Regions from separate parts of the Mus musculus genome. Here region 2 is linked to region 1. A link is a contact called in public promoter capture Hi-C data. All regions are on one chromosome and are shown on one strand. The core of a region is the stretch at or near the end of the contact, and the rest is flanking DNA. Distances in the headings are between cores, read along the strand shown. Region 1 holds the start of Hint1 (histidine triad nucleotide binding protein 1). Region 2 overlaps Irf1 (interferon regulatory factor 1).

Region 1 (6,472 bases), core at 1,106-3,605:
ACCCAGCTCTTTATTCTGTAAGATTATTTCTTTTTCTGCCTGCATGTATGGATGTGCACCATATTCACACTGAGTGTCTGCCCATGGAGGCCAGAAGAGGAAGCTGGATTCCCTGAACTGCAGACGACAGTCAGTCCAGAGCAACCAGATGTGGGTACTAGGAATCAAACACGGGTCTTAACCACTGAGTCATCTCTCCAGCCCCTCTGTTAACCCCAACTGTTGTTTAATTTAAACACTATATATTCCTCAACTTGAAAAATCTAATTCTTCCTGTGTTAATAATTTCTCTCACTTTTTGTGTACGTGCATGTGTGTGATCCACACACATGAATGTATGGATGAGCAACCTATGCATGGAAACATCTTGTATTGCTGTGGACCTTATTGCCTTAAGTTCTCATTGAACTAAATGTTTGCCTAGGCTGACTAGCCAGCTGCCAGCAGGCTCCACTACTTTGTCACCAAACTGCTAGAGTCACAGGCACATGCAGCTAAGCCCAGCTTAAACATGGGTGCTGGGATTTGAACTCAGGTCCTCAAGCTTTCAGAATAAGTACTCTTAGCCACTGAACCATCTCCTCTGCCTCCATCTTTATAATTTTGGAAACAAACCTGATTCCCTTCCCCTCCCACCTTTTCCAGATCGAAGTCCTGATTGCAACTTCCTGTTTTGTTCTGTTTTCCTGTGCAGGTACCGCCTTGTATGGGTGTTTTATATCTCATGCTCTCTTCCTAACAGGACCCAGCCATACTTACCTGTCTAGGGAGTAATTTTACTTGGTATACTCTATAAAATGCTGTGTCATTTAGAATGTCTCAGCCAGTAATACTCAAGTTCAATCATTATTTCAAAGACCATTTATCAAAACAACTGCAAACAATGGTTCTCTTTTGTTTGTTTTGTTTTTTAATGTGGGGTCTCCATATAGGCCAGGTTGGACTTAAACTGATTCTCTTCCCTCCACCTTCCAAGTGCAAGAACCACAGGATGCTGGTTTTGTGTTTAAAGCTTTTTCTTTCTTTCTTTGCAAGTGTTCTGTTTTGCTTTGTTTTTGAGTTAGGGTCTTATTCCATAATACAGGCTGGCCAGTCTTATGGATGGTGGGACTGGGATTACAGAACACACTAAAAGACTTGCAAACTTTGTAAATGAAATGGGCCTTTTTCTAAGACTAGTGACAAATACAGGCAATTTAAATAAAACTCACCTCAAGAACCCAATGAAATTTGGAGTACTATTTCAAGTCTATGTGAACATTACCAGTAGCATTAATGCTTTCTCATATTGCATGTTTCTTAAAGTGAACTGAACAAACCCGTATAAAACCTTTTGGTCAATGGGCCAAGCTCCCACCCTGCTTTATGTGAGACTGAAAGCCATAAACAGAACTGTCTAGGGAATAATTTACAAAATTGGTCTTCACTATCGACTGAGATTTCATCTATCAAGGAGGGGAAAAAATACAACTTTGGATCTTGCACCATAAATGTTTTCTCCGATCAGCAGGGTGTGGGCTGCCTGCAATCCTTAGCATATGGGTGGTGGAGGCGGGGGATCAAGGGTTCAAGGTCCGCCCCAGTTAGTTAGTCAGCAAGTTCATGGCCTGCCTAGAGTAGTGAAGCCGATCTATTAAAATAAAACAAACAAAACACCCTAAAGCAGTATTTTTTTAAAAAGCTTGAAGGGCTAATTCCAGTCCCCAGAGGCAACGTCTGCAGCCGGAGCAGGGGACAGGGAGCATAAGGATCTCGAATCCCCGGTCACCTCGCAGTGCGGGGACCGCTGCGCGCGGGAGATCGCGGAGATTGCGCCGGGGGCAGGATCCGGTTTCCCGAAGGCCAGATTGACACCCGCGTGGTGGGTGGCGGCCGCGGGCCCCGGTGGGCGTCACCCCACGGGTCTGCACTTTACAGGGGGCCCGGGCGGGCGTCACCTCCCGGGGCCTCCGCCCGCATCACCTCACCAGGGCCGCGACACGCGGCGGGCCGAGCGGCCGATAACGCGTAACCCGAGCGCAGGCACGCGCCGCAGGGCCACGCGGGCGCAGGGCCAGGCCAGCCGGGCCGCGCGTCGCCTCAGGCCCGCGGCTCCTCAGGGAACGCCGGCGTGTCGCCGGGCAAGCGGCAAGCCTACCCGGTCGTCCTCGAAGATGATCTTGGCGGGGATTTCTTTGCGGATGATCTTGCCGAAGATCGTGTCGCCGCCGGGCTGGGCCACTTGAGCCTTGGCAATCTCGTCAGCCATCGCGGCCGCTCACTGTCCTTCCCGCGCCGCGGCCACAGTGGGGAGAGGAACCGCGGGAGCGCGCGGAGACTGCCGGCTCGCGCCCGGTGGGCCTGCGCGTGCGCACTGGCGCCGGCGTGCGGCGAGCGAGGGAACGAAATGGGCGGAGGAAACGCCCTTTCTTTGCCTCTGCACCTCTATAGGAAATTTTGATTTGCCAGTTCTGGGAGGAGGCTCGGCTTGGTACAGTGCTTTCCAAGCGCGTACGGAGTTCTAGGTTTGATCCCTTCCTCTCACGAGCCCGGCTTGGTGCTGCACGCCTGTAATCCCAGAGTTTGAGAAATGAAGACAGGAGGATGGAAGAGTTTAGTTCATCCTTCTCCACATTGTTTGAGGCCAGCCTGGGCTACCCGAGACCCTGCTCCAGAACAGTCTGGTTTCTATTTCAAGTTGTTCTGATCACATTTACTGGGTGTGATACCTTAGCCTTCCCTTTTTTAATTTTTTAAAAAAGATTTTTATTTTATATGTAGATGAGTATTTTGCAAGCATGTGTAAGAGTGAATCACATCTAATGCTTTGGATCCCCTGGAACTGGAGTTACAGTTGTGAGCCATGTGGGTGGAGGGAACTGAAGCCTGGTCCTTTCTGCAAGAGGAACAAGTGCTCTTGACCGTGATCGTTTAAACCCTCAGCTGTTTGAGGCCTTAGCTAAGAGCCAGGTGAAGTCTTACATCAGGTGGGGTTTTTTTGTTTGTTTGTTTCTTGCTGTGTGTGGCAGCAATTCTCAGTCATAACTACACACTAAAAACCACTTGGGAGCTCTTTAAACATCTCTGGCCACACTCTGCATCAATTAAGTCCAAGACTGCAGAGATGAGACCTTAGGTGGCAGTTGTTTGTAAGCCTCTTGGGCCATTTTCCCCGGCAGGAATCAGCTTCAGGTAAGATGCTCCACCTGGAAGAAACAAAAAGTCTTCCTTGGCCCCACCTCCACCCTTCCTCCTCTCTATCCCTTTGCTCCTCCTAAAAAGTGTTTTCTACATATGGTGTGCACTTTGTCATCATTGGTCCTTTGGGTCATTTCCTCCTTGTCGGGATTAGGCAGGACCTCCAATCAGCGTTCTCTAGACAATCGCAGTTGTCATATAGATCTGTTGGCCTGGTTGCTACAGTTGTTACCCTTGTCTTCTTTCAACATCTCACACCCTTGCCCTCTGGATGTTGGTTTTTTTTTTTTTTTTTCCTGCACGCTAAGCCTCCATTTCCATACCTCATTAGATTTTGTTCCTGGCCCTCTTATCTGACAATCTCCAAGTGGCCATAGGAAGAAACCTTGGGGACTTAGAGAGATGGTTCAGCGATCAAGAACACAAACTGTTCTCACAGAGGCCAGCACAAACATCACAACTGCCTGTAACTCCAGCTCCAGGGAAGTCAGATGCCTTTGGCCTAGCAGGATGTCTTCAGTCACCCATGGACATGTGAGCACACAGGTCTCACACACACACACACATGTATACACATAATTAAAAAAAAATAAAATGGGAAAACTTAAGCCAGATGATAGTAGTGCATGACTTTAATGTCAGCACTCTAGGGCAGAGGCGGACAGATCTCTGAGTTCAAGGCCAGCCTAGTCTAAAGAGCAAGTTCCAGGAAATCCTGTCTCATAAATAAATAAATAAATAAATAAATAAATAAATAAATAAATAAATGGAAAAGCTATTTCCTTTGAATTGCCCTATATGATGATATTTGACTACTTTGTCTCAACAAAATTATTATTACCATTATTGAGACAGTGTCTCATATAGCCCAGGCTGGCCTCCAACTTGCTATGTAGCCAAGGATGACCTTAAGCTCCTGTCTTGACAAAATTATTGATAGTGGTTGTTGGCAGTCTTGGTGTCCTATTCTTTGCTATCAGAGCCATTACTGGTACTTTGCAATCACTGGTAAATAATGTCTAAACATAAGACATTAGATTAGGAGTCATGTTCGTTTATTTCCGTAACTACCGAAAAGGTCATGAATATCAGTTGGCCTGGCTTATGGTTAGTTATGGTTAGTTAGTTATGGTTAGTTAGGTTTCTAGTACATTCTAGATGATGCTTATGGTCCTCTTAGTTAGGTTTCTAGTACATTCTAGATGATGCTTTTGGCCCTGGTGCTGTGGCTTTGAGGAACAGTGATATAATGTAGGGAAAACCGCTTATGTACTTAGAGGCAAAAGAATAAGAATATTACATCTGCAACTTACTCTTTTGACAACGTTATTTATTTATTTAGTTTTTTTCAAGGTGTGTCTGTCTGTCTGTGTGTGTGTGTGTGTGTGTGTGTGTGTGTGTGTAGCCATGGCTGTCCTGGAACTCACCCCACAGACCAGTCTGGCCCCAAACTCAGAGATCTGACTGCCTCTGCCTCCTGGATTAAAGGCACACACCACCACCGCCACATGCCCCATTCTTTTATCTTTAGATCGTTATGAACTCTTTTCCCTCATAGACATTCATTAGACAGGAAATAGGTTATTGTAAATTACCAAACTTTGCTATGGGACGCTATAAATTTTTATATTTCACTGACAGAGATGACTAACTGGATATCCAGTTAGTACAACCTACGTTCCAACAGTAGGGGCAGGGTGGTGTATAGGTAAGTGGGTTTGCTTTTGTGGTGCTGAGGATCAATCCTCATGTTTATGTAGCATGTACTTTGCACTTAAAGCTGAGCCTCAGGTATGTTTATCTTTTGGAGACAGGATCTCATCTTGTAGCGGGCAGAACCTGAATTTGCTATTTAGCTGAGGATGACCTTGAACTCTTGTCTCTGCACACAGCCAAAAGGATGTTTGTAAAGTGTAAACCATGGTGTCAGTCTCCTGTTGGTACTATTTCAGAGCATGCTATCCCAAAATGATACCCAAAGTCCTTTCCTTGACCGATAGGAACCTGCGTGACTGTGTCCTGTCTGTTTCTCCTCCTTCATTTACTTCCATTTCAAGCTTACTGACTGGCTTCACGCAAACCGGATGTAATGAGTAGACTGTGCCCATGTCCCCATCCCTGGGTCCTGTGAACATGTTATTAGGTAAAGAGCATTTTAGAGGTGTGATTAAATCAAGGATCCTGAAGTAGGTAGGCGCCTGGGGTATCTGGGTGAACCCAGTGTAACAACAGGGCCCTAGAGAGGAGAGGAGGGAGGTGATGAGGCAGCAAAGGGACAAGATTCTGGTTTGGATGACGGTTGGGTGGCATTCTGGAAGTCCTAAGTGTGATTTGTTTCCACCAAGGGAAAACTGGTCACAGCAGAGCTGCATTCTCCCTGGAGGCTCTAGAGGGCAGTCCACTCCCTTGTCTTTTCCAGCTTCCAAGATCATGTGCTTCCCTTCGGTTTTTGGGGGGTCTTTTTTATTCATCTCCAAAACCAGCAGAGGAGTATCTTTTTACATCTCCCTCTTTTCCTTCTTCCACTTTCAATGTGACTCATTAGGCTCACCAGACCGTACATGAAACGTCTCCCATCTCAGAATATTTAATTCACTTGCCAAATTCCTGCAAGGCAAGGCAATGAGAAGTTCTGGGCACCTGAGTGCACACATCTTTTGGAGGGCATACTCCTGCCTGCCACATAGCTCCAGGAACTTACATGATGAACAGTTGGAATTTCCACTGAGTTCTGGCGTTTCTTCAGTTCAGTTCCCACCACCGGATCAGTAAAGAGTGTGAGCTGTCTCGTTTCCCTTCATCTCTGGAACAGCTGAAGAAACTATCATGTTGGCTTAAGACTCACTTCTGATCTCATTTGGGCACTGTAGAACTATGTTTTAAAATTTTATCTATTATATGTATACAATTGCATGACATTATGGGCACCACAGGCATGTAGGAGCCAACGGAGGCCAGAAGAGAGTACTGGATCTCCCAAAACTGGAGTTACAGCCTGTTGTGAGCTGCTGTGAAGGTGCTAGGAATCCAACTCCAGTCCCCTGCTGATCAGTAAGTGCTGTTAAGCACTGAACCATCTCTTCAGCCACAGGATCCATATTTTTAAATAACATAGAAGGGTTTTCATTAACTTTCTAATCAGAAGTTATTATTACAAATTACTTTTTTTTTTTAAGAAATTGATCTATAGTACTACAGAAGCCACCACAGTATAAGATCATCTAATTGATTATTGTTTTGGATGAAAGACAATAGCCACTACACTTGATTTCATTGGTTCTATTAAAAGCACTTC
Region 2 (6,472 bases), core at 1,232-3,731, 1.1 Mb after region 1:
TTAGGGTCCAGGCAAGCTCAGCAAAGTACATGCCAAGGACATGGGTGCTCAAATGTAAGTTGGGGTCGAAGCACTGTGAGAATGTAGAGAGGAGACATTTGTCCCCGGGGAGTTTCCAGTCCAATAGAATTCAGCTCTCCATGGACCACCTAGGCACACAGGAGAGGGCTAACACTTTGTCTATGAGGACCCACATGACACCTCTTAGAATGGGCAGAGACTGAGAATAGGATCCTCCCAAGTGACCTAAAGCTGACTCCGCCAGCTGGGAGCATGGGCTCTCCTGGGCTCAGCATCTGTGTCCGGCTGTTCAGTGCTCTCCAGCACCAGAGTGCTGATGAACGGCCGTGGGAAACTGGACCACCCCTTCAGGCCTTCCTTCCTGCCCTCCTCACAGTCCTCCTCCTGCAATCCTCATGCAAAGGACTGCCAGGCTCCATCCAGTCTTTGCTCTGGCTGTCACGAAACATGCGGCTCCCCTCTATATTCCAGTAAGCTAGCTAAAAGAGTTGGAAGGGAACCACGGGTCCCCAGCTATGACAATGACGCTCTACCTCCCACAGGTGGGGTCTGCATCCCCAACCGCAGCCTAACATTGGCCTGTTGTGGTCAACATGCCAGAACTTCTTGCTTTGTTCATGGTGGGGTTTTGTTGTTGCTTTGTTTGTTTGAGGCACGGTCTCTCTCTATAGCCCTGGCAGGCTGGCATGTTGGCAGGCCTAGAACTCATTATGTATGCCAGAACTCAGAAAGATCTGCTTGCCTCCGCCTCCCAGATGGACTTGGTTTAGAGCAGAACTGGTCACTTTGCTCAGACAGAAACATGGCTAACAAAGTATGCTTTGAAGCCTGGAGCTAAGCCCTGGCAGGCCAGAGTCCTCTGGAGCAAACACCTACAACCAAGCTGCCCCCTGCTCTGAGGTCAAGTTACAAGCCTTGTCTGTATCTCTGCTCCCTGGGGCCCTAGCCCTTGAAACACCAGGCAGCTTCCTAGGCCCAGGTAAATAAAGCATTGCTTCTCTTGAAGGCCAAGCTTCTTGCCACTGGGGCCCCAGGGAAGTACAGACAACTGTCTAGACCCTAGACTCCAGGGTGTCGGAGGGTGTGGCCACAGCTCAAGAGTCCCAAATACCTTCTTGGCATGGGGTCCCCAGCTATTCTCTGTTTCCTTCTTGCAGAAACCATGATACTGTGGATGGAACCAGACTGGGTTCTGGGCATGGACAGAGGTGGTTTAGAAGCCAGCCTCCATAATGATTAGCTAAGTCATCTTGGGCGAGCCCCTTAGCCTTGTTGAACATCGATTTCTGGTTTGTGAGCAAGTGATTGGTGGTGGGGAGAGGTATGTGCATGTGTGCTTGTGTATGTGGGGCTGGGCTGTGTTGTCATGTCCACCTAAATGTAGTCCAGCTGAGCCCTCGCTGTTGATTCAGTTCTCCTGGTAGATGGTTGGCAGGTAGATGTCTGCCTCTTGTCATTTCCACTTGATATTCATGCATTACCTCATGATTCCAGCATCTCCCCAATTGAAAGGAAACTCTAACTGTAGACATCACAGACCTCACTGCCAGAATTAGGGGCTTTTGAAATCTCCTGAGGAGGAACAGCAACTGCTGGGCATACTTTAATCCCAGTACTTGGGAAGCAGAGACAAGTAGATAGATCTCTGGGAGTTTAAGGTCAGTTTAGTCTACATATTGAGTTCTAGGACAGCCAGACATATATATATATATATATATATATATATACATATATATATATATATAGAGAGAGAGAGAGAGAGAGAGACCCTGTCTTAAAAAAAAAAAGACTAAAATAAAGTAAAAGCAGAAATAAGTCTCTTAGGAGCTCCTTGGAGCTAGGGAAACTACAAGGCCAGCCAGTGAGGCCTCAGATTAGTCCCCCAGGGAGCCCTGAGATAAGGTATGCCCCAGCTCATTCCCACCCAGGCCTCCTGCCTCTGGGACAGCGAGGCAGGGATCTGACCAATTCACATGGGTTAAGAAACAGCATATGACACAAGCAAAGGCTTCCTGCTGAGTTCTAACAGGACAGTCCCGGCACACTCATGGACCTGCACACTGCCCTCCCCTGTACAGGAGTAGAGTTTTGGATCTGACCTGTTGGGCAAGGCCTGGCCCCAACAAGAATGCTTTGCTTCCAGTGGAAAGGGGCTCCACCTCCTACCAAGCCTTCCCCAGGGTCTCAGCTCTCAGCCACTGGCCTCACGAGAGGCTTTGAGAGAAACTTGAGAAATCTTTTTTTGTTGTTTTGTTTTGTTTTTGGAGACAGGGTTTCTCTGTGTAGCCCTGGCTGTCCTGGAACTCACTCTGTAGACCAGGCTGGCCTTGAACTCAGAAATCTGCCTGCCTCTACCTCCCAAGTGCTGAGATTAAAGGTGTGCACCACCACTGCCCGGTGAGAAATTTCTTATCCTTTGAGCCAGGGCACAGACAGATGTTAGAAGCTGATACATTGTCTCTGGCTTGCTTCCAAGAAGTGAATAAACAAGCCACCTCAGCTAAAGTGATACCTTTGGAATAAGGCAAGGAGGAACCCCAGTGACTCAGCAGAAATGCCCCCAAATATCTATGAATTTGGGCCACCAGCCATAACCACGTAAAATCCAGTATAGACTCTACAACTGCCTCACCTGAGCTGGCAAAAGTGGGGCTTTTCCTATGAACCCCACCTTTTTATCAGTTAACCCCATTGGAGAGTGGTCCTTGATAGCTATCATTATCATCATAACCCCAAGAAAATTCATCCTTCAGTGACCTTCCAGTTGCTCAGCCAAGAGTATCCATTAGTGGTTAGACAGAAACTTTTAGGAACAGCCCTCAGAAGCACTGTAAAGTTCTTAGAATTATTGTAGGCCTAAATTAGGCTCAATTTATACTCATATTGCACCATTCCAGGCTCCAGCTGCCACCTTTATTTGAGCAGTCTTATTTTACAGTGCTCATCTTCCAGGCAAGGGCTGAAATCTAGGGTGCGACCACTCTTACTAATCGTGATGATCCTCAAGGTTTGGTTGGTCCCTAGGATCTAGCTGCCCTGGGAGGTTTGATCCCTCTCTGGACATCCCATGGCTCTATCCATAAGAGGAGCTTTGGACTCCATCTTGGTCCTGGAGGTTGGGAGCTGATAGCAGAATGCCTTTGATCCATTGCACGTTTCTGATAATTGATAAGCTTTGCTTATTAGAGCATGAGACTTCCCCTGCTGCTTGGGACTTCCATGTATCACAACTGCCTACTCTCCATTGGGGATCAAATTGAAGGAGATTAAAGTCAGAAGTGGTCTGTCTGTGGTAGATTGGGTTCCTCCAGTCCAGCTGGCTTCACACTACTCACTCCTACCCACCATGACTTAGAAAGTCACCCACTAGGAAACTCCATAGATGCCTCATGAGTCTAACCACCTCAAATCTAGTTCTTAGCAAGGAATAGGTCATCAAAGAACTAAGGAGGTGATCTTCCTGCAATTAAGGACCCCACCCCCACCCTCATACAGGATGGTCACCCAGCAGGAACCCACCTGCCACTCACACAGCATGATGACAATTAAGGATGACCACATCCAGTGGTGGCACATGCCTTTAATATCAGCACTCCGAAGGTAGAGGCAGGTGGATTTCTGAGTTCGAGGCCAGCCTGGTCTATATAGAATGAGTTCCTGGACAGCCAGGGCTACACAGAGAATCCCTGTCTCAAAAAACAAAACAAAAGAACAGTGACTACTCTTACAGTCTTACAGAAGTCCCGAGACCTTGCACCTCAGGTACTTACAGGAGTAGGGCCTTGTCTTAAAGAACTGTTGGTTTTTACTTCAGCACAAGGGCATGGGAGTGGGGGAGGGGCAGTGTGGGGGGTGTTGGCTCAGTCTGTAAAGCACTTGCTTTGAAGTGTGCAGGCCTGAGAGTTCAAGCCCCAGAGCCCTTATAAAGTCAGGTGTGGTGGTGCAGGTGACAGTGATTCCCAGTAACTGCAACGCGGGAATCAGGGAAACGGACCCCTGGAGCTCAGCCAGTTAGGGACAGGCTACCCGGTGACAGTCCAGGCCAGAGACCATCTCAAACACAAAACCATAAAGTACCCGAGGAATAAGACACCAAAGGAAGTAGCCCTCTGATCGTCCTATGTGCATGTATAATGTATGCTGTGGGGTTGGTATTCAGCGCTCAGAATTAACATCTAAAATAAGCAGGTAGGCGTGAACTAGCCAGCAATCAGTCCTTCATTCCGTCCTGTCCTTCAGTCATTCAGCCCCAAACCGTTTCCAGGTGAGTCCAAACCACAGTCACCTGGGGCGATTCAAACTTTTCTTGAAATTAAACATCAAGTTCCTGAATGTATCTCTGGACACATTTTCAGCTACTCAGTTCTCAGGCTTGACGAGTGTCAGTACCCAGCAAGACCAGCAGCACAGCAGGCCCTGGGGACATTGCCTGCACTGTTGTCTAAATGGTCAGTGTCACACCAATTGTCTGTTGTTTGAAATGGTTCCTGTTTGCTCAACAGAACCAACAGGCTGAATGTGTCACAGGCTGACAGACAACTGGGCCCCAAGAGTTCAAAATCAACTCCCAAGCCGGCCGGAAGACCTACAAAGTTAAAGAACCAACCTCTAGGAGTTGTTGACCTCTGACCTACACATACAAACTCAGAGGCAGGCAGAGCTCTTTGAGTTTGAGGCCAGCCTGGTCTACACAGTGAGTTCCAGGAAAGCCACGGATACACTGTGGGGCGCTGTCTCAAAAACAAACAAACAACAAAACCAAAAACCCAGCCGGAGAGATGGCTCAGCAGTGAAGAGCACACTGGCTGCTCTCCCTGAGGATCCAAATTCAATTTTCAGCACCACATGGCAGCTTACAGCTGTCTGTGACTCAATTTCCAGAGGATCTGACACCCTTACATAGACATACATTCAGGCACATGAAGTGAAAAATTAAAATAAAAACTCCCTTCCGTGGCAAATGAGTATAAATGAGCATGTCCCTGTGGCATGACGCCCCCTCCTCCTGCCATCTTCTTCTTGACCATAACTGGAAAGATTCGTGATCGACGCATGTCAATGCTCAGCTGAAGCCCAGGCAGAAAGCCAGCAAAAGACTCCCATCAGGAGGTTTCCTTAAAAAGTAAGACCAATTCTGATTTCTAAATAAAAAGCCACACGCTGTAAACAACTTAAATTTTTATAAAAAGACAAATATACATATTTACACAGGTCCACCACATGACCAAACACCATTTAGCAGTTAGGTGGCGTTTCTAATAGATAGTCAAGAGTCACGCCAAGGCGCTCACAACCCCCCTTTTCCCTGGGCCTGCTGAGGACTGCCAAGGCCTGAGGAGACAGCAGGCACCAGGCAAGGCACTATATAAATAAATGCAAAGGCCTAGACTGGGGAGAAATGTTAGTGTACACCTCTGATCAGAAATGTGGCAAAGTCCACAGAGAAAGTGCCATTTTTTTTTCCTGAGCCCCACAGCTGGAGCAGGTAGTGAGGCAGATTCCCTCTGAGGCTAAGGGAGCCAACCTTCACAGGACCCCATTTTTTTTCCCTTCACATTTCACTGGCTTGGGAACCATCCCAGGGCTCGGTTGGGAAGGGCAGCAGTTCTTTGGGAATAGGACTCATTTAGTGCAATTGTCTCCTAGTACAGAGCCAGCTCTAGGGCCAGTGCTATGCTCTTCTGTGGGCGCTGGTCTATTCCCCTCAGGGCCAGCCCAGCGATAAGACCCTCTCTATGCAACAAGGCTTTTAAAAAGCTAGAAGATGACTCCTGTCCATGGCCTCTGCCTTACACCTCAGACCCCCCAATCCATCTTCCTAGGAGTCAGGGCCAGCTTCACCTCACAAGAAAACTCAGACTCTGCCTCCTAAGCCCTGAGAGCCCACTGACCCAAGGAGGATGGTCCCCTGTTTGCAGTGGGACTATGCTTTGCCATGTGTCAAGGGGCCCACAGGAGTCTAGCTTTTTTTGTATCACAGCCACCATGATGCCAAGGCCTAACTCACTCAGGAGGGCAAGAACGGGTCAGAGACCCAAACTATGGTGCACAAGGAATGGCCTGAATAGAGGGCGGCAGCCTCACAGAGTTGCCCAGCAGGCTGTCCATCCACATGATGGAGTCCATATTCTTCATCTCCGTGAAGACATGTTGTATGCCTATCCCAATGTCCCCTAGAAGATGACCAAAAAAGAAAAAGGCTGTATAAGTAAGGAAGGGTATGTGACTCTCACCCAGCTGTCCACAGCCCACAGCAACTCCATCTCTTCTATAGACCAGCCCCAGCACAGGGGCAGCTAGGAATTCTCACTTCATGCTGTACCTGTTGGCCTGGTTTAAAAGGCATGCTGGGATGCTTTAATCTGGCTCTGGCTCTGCCTCCAACAGCTTCCCCCTTCTCCCAGAACCCAGAAGGACCTAGAAGCCTCTTACCTCGAGGGCTGTCAATCTC

The links. Promoter capture Hi-C pulls out the DNA fragments that hold promoters and counts their contacts.
Region 2: a contact with region 1 is called in a promoter capture Hi-C map of liver, with 3 times the contacts expected there. The contact joins the enhancer-like site here to the promoter of Hint1 in region 1. A contact is called at or near these places in 5 of 39 promoter capture datasets (embryonic stem cells, hippocampal neurons, liver and 1 more), 1 of 484 Hi-C or Micro-C datasets (B cells) and 4 of 115 datasets of contacts at active chromatin or transcription factors (astrocytes, embryonic stem cells, large pre-B cells and 1 more).

The regions. Positions count from the first base shown.
Region 1 is chr11:54,862,266-54,868,737 of GRCm38.p6, reverse strand. It overlaps Hint1 (histidine triad nucleotide binding protein 1), which reads right to left and starts at 2,355. Exons shown (of 3, transcript NM_008248.3): 1 at 2,138-2,355. The coding sequence starts at 2,248. It overlaps Gm31490 (a long non-coding RNA gene), which reads right to left. Exons shown (of 3, transcript XR_879859.2): 3 at 5,879-5,989.
Region 2 is chr11:53,776,035-53,782,506 of GRCm38.p6, reverse strand. It overlaps Irf1 (interferon regulatory factor 1), which reads right to left. Exons shown (of 10, transcript NM_008390.2): 9 at 6,454-6,472; 10 at 5,183-6,194. The coding sequence ends at 6,061. Among named protein-coding and RNA genes, the nearest start is that of Irf1, 9.3 kb to the right of the region's middle. Within about 2 kb of position 2,481, at least 30 of the 459 cell types and tissues checked have an H3K27ac peak or open chromatin away from gene starts, as enhancers often do. A contact at or near this core is called in liver, where this site is marked.